2 separate regions of the Mus musculus genome follow, and region 2 is linked to region 1. A link is a contact called in public HiChIP or PLAC-seq data. All regions are on one chromosome and are shown on one strand. The core of a region is the stretch at or near the end of the contact, and the rest is flanking DNA. Distances in the headings are between cores, read along the strand shown.

The links. HiChIP or PLAC-seq counts read pairs in DNA pulled down with a chosen protein or histone mark.
Region 2: an H3K4me3 HiChIP or PLAC-seq map of bone marrow-derived macrophages shows a contact between it and region 1, with 5 times the contacts expected there. The contact joins two enhancer-like sites. A contact is called at or near these places in 1 of 39 promoter capture datasets (the 3T3-L1 cell line), 1 of 15 datasets of contacts at CTCF or cohesin (the NIH/3T3 cell line), 1 of 484 Hi-C or Micro-C datasets (uterus) and 3 of 115 datasets of contacts at active chromatin or transcription factors (the NIH/3T3 cell line, bone marrow-derived macrophages and microglia).

Annotation. Positions count from the first base shown.
Region 1 is chr13:110,707,358-110,714,137 of GRCm38.p6, reverse strand. No RefSeq gene overlaps it. Among named protein-coding and RNA genes, the nearest start is that of Gm33172, 27 kb to the right of the region's middle. Within about 2 kb of position 2,872, at least 6 of the 459 cell types and tissues checked have an H3K27ac peak or open chromatin away from gene starts, as enhancers often do. A contact at or near this core is called in bone marrow-derived macrophages, where this site is marked.
Region 2 is chr13:110,940,591-110,947,370 of GRCm38.p6, reverse strand. No RefSeq gene overlaps it. Among named protein-coding and RNA genes, the nearest start is that of 4930526H09Rik, 40 kb to the right of the region's middle. Within about 2 kb of position 3,105, at least 38 of the 459 cell types and tissues checked have an H3K27ac peak or open chromatin away from gene starts, as enhancers often do. A contact at or near this core is called in bone marrow-derived macrophages, where this site is marked.

The DNA of each region.
Region 1 (6,780 bases), core at 1,623-4,122:
ACTAGAGATCCGGAGTTAAAGCTGAGAAAACTCTAGACAAATAACATTTATCTGTCTGGTTACTTTCTCACTCTTAACTGTCACAGCCCTTTTGCCTTGTTATATTTTCATAATATTTTCATATTTCATATGTTGTCCATTCAAGTATTTAAGTGTTTTGCTTGAATTGCTCCTTTGGGTCTTTGTCTCCTCATGGTGGCTCCCACAACATGAGAAGTTGATATGTATGCTTTACTTCTGTGAATTTGTATCAGGTCAGGCTAACTCATAGATCCTGCTGAAGAGCCTCAGAGAATATAAGGAAAACTATTCCTTTTCTTATAGTTTCAAAGAGTTTTTTTTTTTTCCTTGTGCTGTGTGGTCACTAGCGAGGAATCTGTGAAGTCAGGTTGCCAAAAGAACAATTAAGATTTCTGTTTTATTTGGGGTGGTGTGGCCCCATTATATAAGGGTGTTAAAGGGGTACACATTCGCTCTTCCTATGTTGAGAACTGCCACAGACCCTTCTGAGTATTCCTACCTAGTCTAATTAGAATCTCATTGTAACAGTTTCTCTGTCTGCTATATTCCTTTTGGTAGATGGATTTTTTTTTGTAAGTACTCTCAATCTTGCTTGTCAACACATATTTGTATGTTCAGCAGAGATTTTATTGTAGCATTATTTGACAGCAAACAATTAAGGAAGGATACCTGTAAAGAGCTCAGCCTCCAGTCGCTGAAGACTACGAGTAATTGCTAGCAGGAGACAGAATAAGCTAGACTATTGGTTTCATGCCTTCTGCATGTGGCATTTTCTTCTCACTACTATGTAGTTTGCATTATTGGACCTATTGTGCTTCATATTTATCCACTTTCCTAAGTCCTTTAAGATGTAATGAAACATAAAATAGTCTATCTCTAGAAAAATCTGAATATTTTCACACACCTTACTGATTTTTTATGCAACTGCAGAATGATCAACATCATGAATATGCTTTCAAATTCAAGTGTGTGTATGTATGTGTGTGTGTGTGTGTGTGTGTGTGTGTGTGTGTGTTTGGGGCATGAACTGATTGTGAAGGAAAACATTATAAGAGTAACGGGTATTTTCCTCATTATCTGTAGCAACACAAGGACCTAGCAGAAGGAAAAATGAGGGTCAGATATGGGCAAGGAAGTATGAGGAATTAACTTTAGCACAAATTATGAATAATCTTTCCTTCTTCACCACCTCTCCTTTAAGTAGCCAGTTGGTAGAGTCTCAGTTGATGTCCCTGATGGCCTTTGGTCTTCTGGAAAAGATCAAAAGATGCCCGTGGAATTTGAGTATAAACAGCATTCCAGACTCTCTGCTAACCAGATCAATAGATCTATAATCATTTGAGAAATGAGAATGCACTTCTGAAGTGGGTTCAGCTGTGGGCCTGGAACGTGTCCAGTGTCAACAGTTAGAGAGCCAGAGAAAGACTGGATAAAGAAGGAAAATAGTGTCTGATGTTCACCCATGTTTATCAAATGCATCCCTTTCCCTTTCAGGGGAATGCTTGGCTTGCAAATCTTTATCTACAGTTGTTCCTTTCGCAGGAGTTAAAGTGATGGATAATGACTTTTTTCTAAGACCCATTTTTATTTTAAAGGCACACCCTCTGTGGCAATAGAAATGCTTTTCTTTTACGTTAATTCCAAAAGATATCAGCAATCACAGGACACCATTTTTTCTCTCTCTTTTCAGTAAACATTTGGACTATCTATTACAGACCAGGCTCTAAAGAACACAGCCTGTCTCTGGCTCTTTTTCTCTGGGAGACTGTAGACTGATAAAAGAGATGAACATCAACTCTGATCCTAGAAACTCTGGAATGTACACCCTAGCCCAACATAGGTGTGTAACAGATTATGTCTGTTATGCAATTACCAGCAAATTCATGCAAGGCAACATAACATTTGCTTTAGTCTTCAGTATTTTGCTGTAATATTTGAAATGCAACTTTTTACATGCTTTAAATTCTGAGACTTTTTAAAATACAGAGTGTTTTAAGCTGAACTTTAGCTTTAGAGTCTCAACTGCTCTAAGGGGATTTATAATCTGTTATCATAGACACATCTATACATATAAGGGGAATATTATAATATATTAATATAATATATAATATATATAATATAATAATGTAATATATATATATATAATATTATATAATAATATAAGGGGAACTGCCTGAACATTACATAAATGCACATTTTCTACTCTGGATCCAGTGCCCTTTTTACACTATTATTTAATGAGAGAGTGACCAGGAAGGTGATTTGACCCTTCTTTTGCAGGCCTATAGTTTTTCATATGCTTTAGGAGAGAAGATGTGATGAAAAAGAGAAGTGAGGACTGGGAAGAATTGTGATAAATTATAGGATATGTTGAATAAAGGAATAACTATATAAAGAAAAAGATATATAAGAAATAAGTATTTAGAGAAAGTCACCAAAACTCATTTTAATTCTTAGTATGTTACAACTTGAAACATACTAAAATACCTGATGAACCTTTTTCTAAACTTAAGGGAGTAGCTTTTCTATGATAATGTCAAGCTCAGAATCTAGCGATAAAGTTATTCATGTTTACAATGTCTTCTACAAGATCACTTAGAAAACTTTGTGGCGTGGGTTTAAGAATGTTTCTAAAGAAAATGGAGTGATATATTTCTTTCTATCTCTGTATTAGTTAGGGTTCTCTAGAGTCACAGAAAACATCTAAATACAACTTAGAACACTAGACATTGTAACTACAAAAACAAGCAAACAAACAAACATTTTAAAAAAATGTGAAAACTCTGAAACACAGACATGACAAGGTTGACCAGCCAGAGAGCTTAACGTGAGGGGAATGAAGTCATATGGTCCCGGGATGCTCATCTTGTCTCATTTATCCCAGACGTGGGGCTGATGAACCCAGCCTCCTGGAAACAATAATGAATGCAGACAAAAATAAAAACAAATGCTAAACAGAAAGGAAAACCAGCCAGAGCACGATTTCTTTAGGCAACATACTATGAAAGAGGCAACCAAGGAAGAGAGAGCTGTTAAACAATAACTTCCCTAATTTAGCAAAACACCACAGTGCAGGGGGGAAGTCCCGAGAGAGCTGAGCATAGATTCTGAGGTGGAAAGACTACAGCTTCAAGAAGTTGCTATAAGGTGTTTCAGTGTTCACTGGGATAGTACCAGGGAAAGACAAGAGGGTTCCCTTGTCTGTTAATAAGGCATTTCGTGCCCACTGAATTAGTGAAAACCATGTGACAAGATCAAACTCCAATATTTGATTATCAACAACAATGAGTCCTCTATACCTTGTACATATCAATAAAGACCAAATGGGAAATGGGTTCTTTAACACCTACTTGGGGCTAAGCAACCATTTATCTTCCTGCAGGATCAGTATTAAAAGAAAATGCTAACTAAAACAAGCCTAAATGCAAAAGCAAGAAGAATGTACTGTTCCTGCATGCTGTGGTTGTCATCCTGCATCTGAAGGAGAGGTGGTGACCTTGAGTGGCCCATTCAGTGAGTTTTTATACAGTTTCCAAGAGCAGAATAGAGCATCAGCAACTAGGCACAATATGATTGGTGTAATAGTGTACCCTTTAAACTGATTGGTCTTTAGGGAATGAGGTAGTAGAGGCTTAATTAGTGTCTTCCTCCTGGCCTACGTGCTCTCTGACCTGTCTCTTCCGAGGGCAGGGGGTGCCTGGTGGAATTTTCCAATGGCTCTGAGCTGACCTTTTCAATATGAAGTACTGGTAAGATCTCCTAAAGGAAGGATTCATGTGTTGAACTTATATCCACAAAGTCTCACAAACATGAACGCCCAATGTGAGCTGGACAAAGATGATGGCAATGACCAAACTGAATAGGGAACAGCCCATGAGGTCTCAACCCTACAAAAACAATGATGGACAACTGAGTAAAGCTGGGAGTGGGACAGTGGCCCTCGCAGGGAAGAGCACAACAATTTGTTGCCCGGGGTCAAAAGGTCAGCTCTGAAAATGTGAGTTACACATGATTTCACAAGGGAAATTATGTGGACTCAGTAGATTGTATTTAAGAATATAGATGTTTATAGAAATCCATATATGCCTGTACTAACAATTAATGAAAAGAAAGCCATGACTTTGAAAATGAGCTGGAAGGGATATATAGGAGGATTTGGAGGGCTGAAGGGGAAGGGAGAAAATATTATAATTAAATCATAACATCAAAAATTAGCAGTAACAACAAAGAGAACCAAGAACAAGCTCTAGCAATGAGAAATGGGAATAAAAAGTTGACTGGGGAAAACCAGAGTGGCAGCTGATATTGTTCTGTGTTCTTTGCTTACAATAGAATGGAAGTGAAGGACAAATGATGACATGAAACTCTCAAGATGTTTGGAAATAATAATAACGTACTCATAGGTAATCTATAAAGTGAGGAAAGATTAATGGAAAATTTGAAAATGAATTAAACAGAAGAAAAAAAAAAGCAACCTATGCAAAGTTGCCACTGGCAAAGAAAGTCTGAGAGGGAAGTGAAGGGTCTGGATGTGAGCGGAGGAGAGAAGAGGAACATAGTGTGAGAGAGTGAGTGACCACAGCTTCAGGCTACTGAAAGGAGAAAGGGAAAGCAAGGCAGGGAGGAAGAAAGTGACAGAGTAAGAAGAGGAGTGAAAAATCCTACAGACAGACAAAGACAGCATCAGTGGGGCAAAGACCTGCTTCCTTAAAGCCTCCTAAAGCAGATAACTTGTAAAACCAACAACGGGAAAGAAAAGCCGTATCATTAGGTAAGGAATGGAATGGCAGATATTGCTGCAAAACCTGCAGACAGCAGAAGGATAATAAAGAATAGGCTGACCTGCCTTGTACACATAAATTTGAAACCATACATGGAACAAATTAATTTAAAATGCTAACTACTAATAATTGCCCAATACAAAGTCAACAATTAAAATAATCTTTAGTTATTAAGGAATTTGAATTTGTGATTTAAAGCTTCTTGGAACAATTTCCAGGCCCATGCATTGGAGAATTCATACAGATATTAAAGTTCAATTAATATTAGTCCCATATAGTCTTTTCAAGAAAATGTTAGAGGCTATGCTTGTTTTATGAAAATGGCATTATCCCGATACTAAAACCAAACTGGGGAGAGGAGAACACTGTAGAATACTATCCGAATTTGCCCACCAAAACTCTAAGAAACTATATTTAGCAATATATAAAAATTATTATGTACCTTGAAGAAATAGGTTTTATTCCAGCAATTTTAGGCTGTTCCAATTTCCCTCAAACCAGTTATCACTCACCATATTAACAGGTTAAAAAATGAGAATGTATTGTAACTGGCATACAACAAGAAATACTATGAACCTACTATAATAAAGAATAAATGATTCTGACTAAGAGAGGGTATACACAACCGTGGAAAGGAATCTCCACCCAGAAATAGACTCATACATTATATAATAGTATATGTATATACATACACACATATAACCAGTAATATTGCTTTGATAGGCAAGAAAATAATGCTGGTAGTTGAGACATTTTTATCAAACAATCTGAGTTTTAGACCAGTTCTGGCAAAGTCTGGATATATAGTTAATTTTCTTCAGCTTTCAGAGTCTCCAGAAGGGACAAAGGTCACCGACAGTCACAGTTGTAGATGCTCTGTCCTCAACCATAATTCAAGTTGTTATGCCATCAGTTACATTCTTAAAACTTCAGATTACCAGTGTTTCACATCTACATTTAAAGGCTTTAGGTTAGGAGTTGTTGAAATATTTGTTATGGTTAAAAGAAACATTTATTCAATAGACTCACTCATTCAAATTATATTATGAGTTTAAATGGGCATTTTACAGAGCCTGGGAAACCAGCCATTGTGTATGAGATTGTTTATCAGATAATATGTGTTCCCAGATCCTACTACCCAATACAATACATCGCAGTTACAATAAAAGCCTGGGAACACAATGACTATTGTCAGCCTAGCTATTCACTGAACAATAGAAAAATATTAATAATTCAGCCCGTCCTTCAATTCTTCATTCTGCTTTCCCAAATCATAACTTGTCTTTGATCGGTTTGTTGTGTACACCTTCTACAGGGTGTTTGCTGTTTTCCCGTTTGAGCGTTTTTTTTTTTTTTTTTTGTTCTAAAGCCTAGTGAAAGTAGGTTAGAAGTGAAATCTGTGCAAATTACAGTTGAACAACTTTAGCGACAAGCGTGCCTGTTAGAAAGCCATTAGGAGAGTTTATCTTCCCTGTGCCAGTGTGCACATTATCCCGAGGAAGTAAGTGTGTGCAGTTTGTAGAAAGCAATTCACTACACTCTTTTTGAGTGACTAACCTGCCAAGTCACTTGCCAAAGTCTGTGGATGTTTGGATGAATGCTTCCAAGGGGCTTAAAGGTAAGGCTGCCCTAATTTCTGAGTGTCTCTCGATGACAGTTTATCAGACTCTTCAGCCAAAGGTCTTGGCTGACGCTTCCTACATCACTCAGACTACACTAAGCTCCTACTCCAGCACAGGATCAGAAGGAGACAATAAAACAGAATTTTCTAATGTAGTACCAGAACCACTAGGAGATGGCTGGGAGGGAAATGGTTAACTGCAGGATGGGTTGCTTATGGACTCTGTGTTTTTTTGTTTTTTTGTTTTTTTTTGTTTTTTTCCAAATTTGATAATCTCGTGTCAGGATGCTCTCAGGGTAAGCCAGCTAGACACAATTCAACACATATAGAAAGCAATACGCATATGAGATTGAAACA
Region 2 (6,780 bases), core at 1,856-4,355, 230 kb before region 1:
ATGCTTGGGAATGTTTACTGTTTCCGGCTTCTGAAATGTAAATTCCTTAATGATTCGAAACTCTCTGGGGTACCCTTCCAAAGGGGTGGCAGAACATTGGTATTCTACTCATGGTGTAGGATGCAATAAAGTACATTATATATATTGTGGTTGTAATATGCTACATAAAATATTTAAGAACAATGGCTTTGATATAGGTCTAGAGTTTTTCCAAGGAGCCTTATTCATTTTTAAATTTTATTTCATTTTAGATGAATCACATATGCACTTGGGGGCTTATTATGAGCCTGACATTCTTTGCCTCTGATTTACACGTTTTCTTATCTTGCAGGAAAATATAAAAATGTCCCTTCATGTTGTTTTCCTATTGGAATAGGTAAAGGACTTTCCAAAGTAAAAATATAACAAATGCTTTCCTAAAACCCTGGGCATGTCCTCTGAGAAACTTACTTTGTGTATTAATGGCTATAGCAAAAGATAATGCATAATTGTGTCTGTAGTCATATGCAGTAATAGCCAGAAGGGCTATTAGAGGTTATCAGAATAGATACTATATGTGAGGAACCTAAGGTACCACAGGATTGATACATTATTTAGAAGCACCAAGCAGGCTACTGTTAGCTAGACTTTAGTCTGTTGGTGCCTATCAAAGTTTCCTTCACATATCACAGAACATTTTATGATTTTAAATATTGCCTTGAAGAGTTTCTTTTCTTTGTCTAGATTCAAAGGGAAAAATAAAATGGCTCATTCAAGTCTCTATAATATACAGGACATTTAAGACGTAAAATAATGGCCTGGCATGGTGGCACACGCCTTTAATCCCAGCACTCGGGAGGCAGAAGCAGGCGGATTTCTGAGTTTGAGGCCAGCCTGGTCTACAAAGTGAGTTCCAGGACATCCAGGGCTATACAGAGGAACCCTGTCTCAGAAAACAAAAACAAACAAACAAACAAACAAACAAACAAGACATAAAATAATAAACATAACCATCCACAGCTCAACTCTTAATCCTGTGATACTCAAGAACTTCTAACTAGATTTAATATCCCAAAGATTCCACGATCTCTCAGCCATGCCTTCCTGGGACAAAGTAAAACACAATTGTTTCTTGGGAATGCTCAGGCTATACCCAACCCAACAAGCTGGTGTTTCTCACTGTCTGTATTCCATCTACTTGATTTCTAATACACAGAAATCAAATATCTATTAAGCCTCTCTGTAACTGAACTCTCTTTAAACTTTTAGCTCCGACAGATTTCGTGAGGAAGGTGATTTTGAAGCAGTCTGCATCTCAGAGGAATACTGGGCATCCAACGATCACAGAGTATCTGGGTTCAAAAGAACAGCAAGGAACACCTTGATTGTATTTCTTACTGCATTTCTGAGGAAACCATTCAATAATTACTGATTTAATTATACTTTCTTCCCCAATCTAGGGCACAAGAAACCTTTGTTTGGAATGTCTAGTGTGTCAACCACAGGTAAATACCAAGGGTGGCTTAGGTGACCTATTTCCGTTTTTGTCTACTTTAAAGCTGCTTTGATCACTACTATTATTTATAAGGTTTTCAGTGGTGGATCAAAGGCTATCTGTAGCCCATATTTTACTGGATTTATTCTTCAAGGTCACTGCTCTCCTGACTTCTGATTGTTTCACTCTGAAGTTGTCATATGATTTCTCCTGTTTATTAGTAGGCACTTTCTCATTTCCTCTCTTATGTGTTAATATTTTTATGACGTGTTCCTTTTATACTTCTTTCTGTTATACTCTAAAGCATCCTGAAACTACTAAGTATGTTTTGGAGCAACGTATTTTTTAAATCAAATTAATAGATCAATTTATTATTTAATAACCAAGTAGACAAGTCTAATTGTTCCTAAGGAAGTTGACTTTTTTGGATGACGGTGATCTGGACTCCTATGTGTAGATCATGTTGAGCTCCAGGTACATGCTATCTGCATAGAAGTAGAATCCAGAGTGCAAAGTGATTATCTTCATTAATCCCTATTTCAGTGCTTCCGTCTCGCCAGTCACTCCAGGAAGAAACTATTTTTACTTTTCCCAGCTCCTTTGCCAACAGCAGTCCTATTTCTTAGAATATTTTTTCAACATTTTCTTCTAAGAAGCTCCCCCTCTTTTGCTCTGAATCACCCCTTATCACGCATGGGTAGACTCCCATCATGATCCTTTTTACATAAATTTAAGAACCTCTTGACTTGCACCTTGCTTTCCGATATCTTCCCTCAAACCTTATCCCCTGTTCAAACATGGCATCAGTATCTAAACTATAAATGGTTTCTCTGAGACTTTTCTTTTGCTGTTTTCACTCTTTTCACTGTTTAATAGCTAAAATCGAAGTTTCTTAACACACCCGTCACATCATACCCATTTAGGACATACCCATAAACCTCTTGACCTTGATCACAATGTTTAACTTCCTATATCTGGCTTCTCTTTTACAGTGTGGACTGTATCTCTCACTCAGAAACCATGTTATTATCTACACACTTTCATTTCCTCCATTCCCCACCTTCCTCCTCCACTGAATGTGAAAGTCCTGCTTAGTTTTCCTAAATGAGATCAGAAGCTCTTGTTGAAGTCACCCGCACAATCCCTCGTGATTTCCTTGGTGGGCCGATTTGGCTTTGCACACTTCCAGCACAGCTTTCTATCTATGTGTTTACATGACTATCACGCCTTACCAAATAGGAATCTTTACACATGGGCACTGTGCTCTTTCTATTTAGATGTTCAGGGTCTGGACTAATGATTGAAATATAGTAATTTTTCATCTGAGCACTAGTGAGAGAGGAAGTTTTTCATAGCCTTCCTTCTTTAAAGCCTCCAGACTTCAATTTAGCACTTTGGGAGCTTGGTCTGTGATCTATCTGATTTACAGGCAGGGAGGCAATGAGGACAATGTAGAAGGAGACAGGTCCTTGTGTATTCCCATTTGCCCTGGTATAGCCAAAGTCCTGTGGTTCAGCTGCACAAATATTTCTGAGATATATTTTAATTCAGACTGCCCGTTGCTTGTCTCCATGTCTGAATTGTCTCTCCCCGACTTCCTTGTCATAAATTATGTCTTTCCCAATCTAACCACGGTAATCTTTGCCAGATGTTAACATTCCTGACTGTGTTCTGAAATTCTTAGACAAAAGTCTAAGCTCCTTATGACTGTTTTTAATAATGCTGGTATATTCTGGCTTTGACTGTTTCTCCAGCTTCATGTGTCGCCATTCTGCCCTAGATCACCTGGGCTCCACTAGATGAAATAGGTGGTATTTCATCAGATCTGCCTTGTTTTAGTTCCTTCTGGGTTGTGAAGATTTTCTTTGGACACTTTCTCTTTGTCTCTTCATTTTTTTTTAAACTTTTAACTGCTCACTCAAGTCATAGACTGGCTATTACCCACCCCAGAAGGCTTTCCTTTGTAAACAAACCCAGATTAGAAATATCTTCTCTCTTCGTTCTACCAATTTCTCTTATTTGCTCCTGTTGATCTACCATATACAAATATCATACCATTCACGGTAGCCTTTCCTGTTGTTCGTGTAACTTAATCAACTAAGACTTTGGAAAGCAGAAATTCTGCCAGTGTTTCTTGCTATGTAGATAGTAGATTGAGCAGAAACTTTCACACAGTCGTGCCAAATATTATTCAATGAGAAAATGAATGAACCCATGAAAAACAATTTTGTGTCATCTACCGGGATTCTTTTTGACATGATCTCTAGAGTACTGGAGAAAAGAAACTGAAACACACAAGTTTAAGGAGACCTAGAGAGGGAGGAATCACTGCTAATTATACACAAAGCTGCGCCTCCCCCACAACCCAGCACTGCTTTTCAAGTGAGAGAAGAGACCATGGGTTTTTATGATCTCTAATTTCCTTCCAAGTTTAACAGTCAGCCTGAAATCCAGAGTTCTCATAAGATGAAGGATCTGTGTGAATGACTATCAAGGGAAACATGATGATCAAGACAGATGGGGTGGGGGAGATGGAGTTCTGTTCGATAATGTCACTGCTCCTCTGTAAGAAGGGAAGTCCCCTTTCTGTGCCAATGTGACTTGAAGTCACTAACCATGATCAGGTATGCCAGAAATAGTTTTCTAAAACTATCATGAAGTTGAGATCTGACCCCACAGCAGGAGTATGGGTTCAGGAAGGCAAGCTTGTAAATATTTTTGTCAAATCCTTGTGTCTTCTTGTGAGTCAAAAGGGTAACATTAATGATTCAGCAAGATTGCTCAATTTGGAGGCCTTAATGTAAGCTTCGAACACTTGAGAGGATGGAGCATAGGGAGGAAGTGTTGCCACCTCGGATGAGTCTTGAGTTATTTATAAATATTGTGTCAATTAATTTTAAATTGGCCATATTTAATTTGGGGCTGAAAATAGACCGGACTTCCTCCTTAGATTGCTCATATGATTCCAAAGAGTTCAGAAGGATTTTTAAAATATTTTTTCCTTTGTAACTCCTGTCTATTAGTTGTATCAAACAGTGAGACTCATCATGACATTGACACATGTATGATATTTATCTTATTATATTCATACTTCCACTACTATCTTTTCTTCCTCAAATAATATTTTCCTTTTCTCCATGAAATAACATTTTATTAATTTTTTTTGTTTTTTGTTTTTTTGAGACAGGGTCTCTCTGTGTAGCCCTGGCTGTCCTGGAACTCACTTTGTAGACCAGGCTGGCCTCGAACTCAGAAATCTGCCTGCCTCTGCCTCCTGAGTGTTGGGATTAAAGGTGTGCGCCATCACACCTAATTATGTGAGAATTTTGTACACTATATTTGGCCAACTCTTCACAGATCCACCCAATTTCATCAACTCTCCTCTCTCTCTTTAACTCATTGAGTCTATTTTGCTTTGTCCACATATCCTTGGGGCTGTCCTGGAACATGGTCCATCTAATCGGGGTCATTGTCTTAACTCTACTTTATTGGGGTATTAAGATATTTTTCGTGTATTGATTATTAGTGAAACATTGAAAAATACCTTTTGATCCTTGACGGCAAGCCAAAGACTTTTAGATGTTTACCTTAAGAAACTTATTTTTTGTATTTCTTTTTCTTTATTAGATATTTTCTTCATTTACATTTCAAATGCTACCCCCTTTCCTAGTTTCCTCTTTGAAAGTCCCCTATACCCTCCCCCTGCCCTGCTACCCAACCCACTCACTCCCCCTTCCTAGCCCTGGCATTCCCCTGTACTGGGGCATATGATCTTTGCAAGACCAAGGGCCTCTCCTCCCATTGATAGCCACCTAGGCCATCCTCTGCTACATATGCAACTAGAGTCACAAGCTCTAGGGGTACTGGTTAGTTCATATTGTTGTTCCTCCTATTGAGTTGCAGACCCCTTTAGCTCCTTGGGTACTTTCAACTTGAGCTTTACAAGTTATTTCTTATTTGTGATAGTGGTCATAAGCATACAAGTGGACTACTGAGGAAAAGGATTACTAAGTCTGGATGAATCACTGCCACCCATGACTTGAACTCTATGACTTCTCCCTCTCTGAGGTCAAGAGATCCTGCAGAGAGGAGGCTCATGCTTAAAATAGCTCTAGGGAGGCAAGCTGGTGACTGATGGAGCCTTACGTCTGCTTTATTTTTAGCTTGCCCTTTATGCTGTGTCAGTAGTAATCACTGGGACAGACAGATGTGATATTAATGACATATTACATTTTGGTAAGTGAAATTTGGCCAAAAGAAAACTAGATTTAAGGTGGCCAATGATGTATTGGATAGTTTAAACTACTCAGAAGGAGGGATGTTTAATGCTCCTATCACACAGCCACAATAAAGAGAGCAGGTACACTAATCATTTCAAATGGTGTACGTGTGTGTGTTTGTGTGTGTGTAATGTTCACATATCACATTGTTTCACATAAATATGTACAATCATGTGACAATTAGAAATAAGAAAAAAAAAACAGTGGATGAATATATAACTGGTTAAAGCACAAAAAATACCAGGTAATGGTGACAAGAAATGGACTTTCCTTTCAATTATGTTACATGGAGAAAATTACTCAAGATATGTAAATTTCAGGCTCTCTATAATTTAAAAAGGCTAATATAAATAAGATATGGAGGACAAAAATGTATTTAACTTGGTTAAATGTAGTATTCTTGTTGTCTGTTTGCTTGTTTACTTTTAAATTATTGGCAGGAGTTGGAAAGTCAAAAGGGGTTTCTGAAGGGAATAGGAGGGCTATGTTTAGTTGACAAAGTTTGTTCTCAAATTCACATAGATTTACAGACACAGAAGCTTCCTGGTAATAGTTAAACTCTATTAAAAAAAATCTATTTTAAGACTTGCTTACATGTCATTCTCCATGCTTACTACAATTAATAGTTTTAACACACACACACACACACACACACACACACACACACACAGAGAGAGAGAGAGAGAGAGAGACAGAGAGAGACAGAGAGAGACAGAGAGAGACAGAGAGACAGAGAGACAGACAGAGACAGACAGAGACAGAGACAGAGACAGAGAGAGGTGGGGAAGAAGGAGAGAGGGAGAGAGAGAGAGGGAGGGGAAGGGGGAGGGGGAGGGGGAGGGGGAGGGAGAGAGAGAATGAGAATGAATTACCTCTGTGTGGCAAGAGTAACTAAGATTCACTGTTTGGAGCATCCTCTGTAGACTAACCAAAACTATGTGAACACTTAACTCTTAGTGCAGTGTTCTAAAGCAGGCCTTTTAGTATCTCATACTTAGAGAATAATTTCAGAGAAAAGAAAGATAT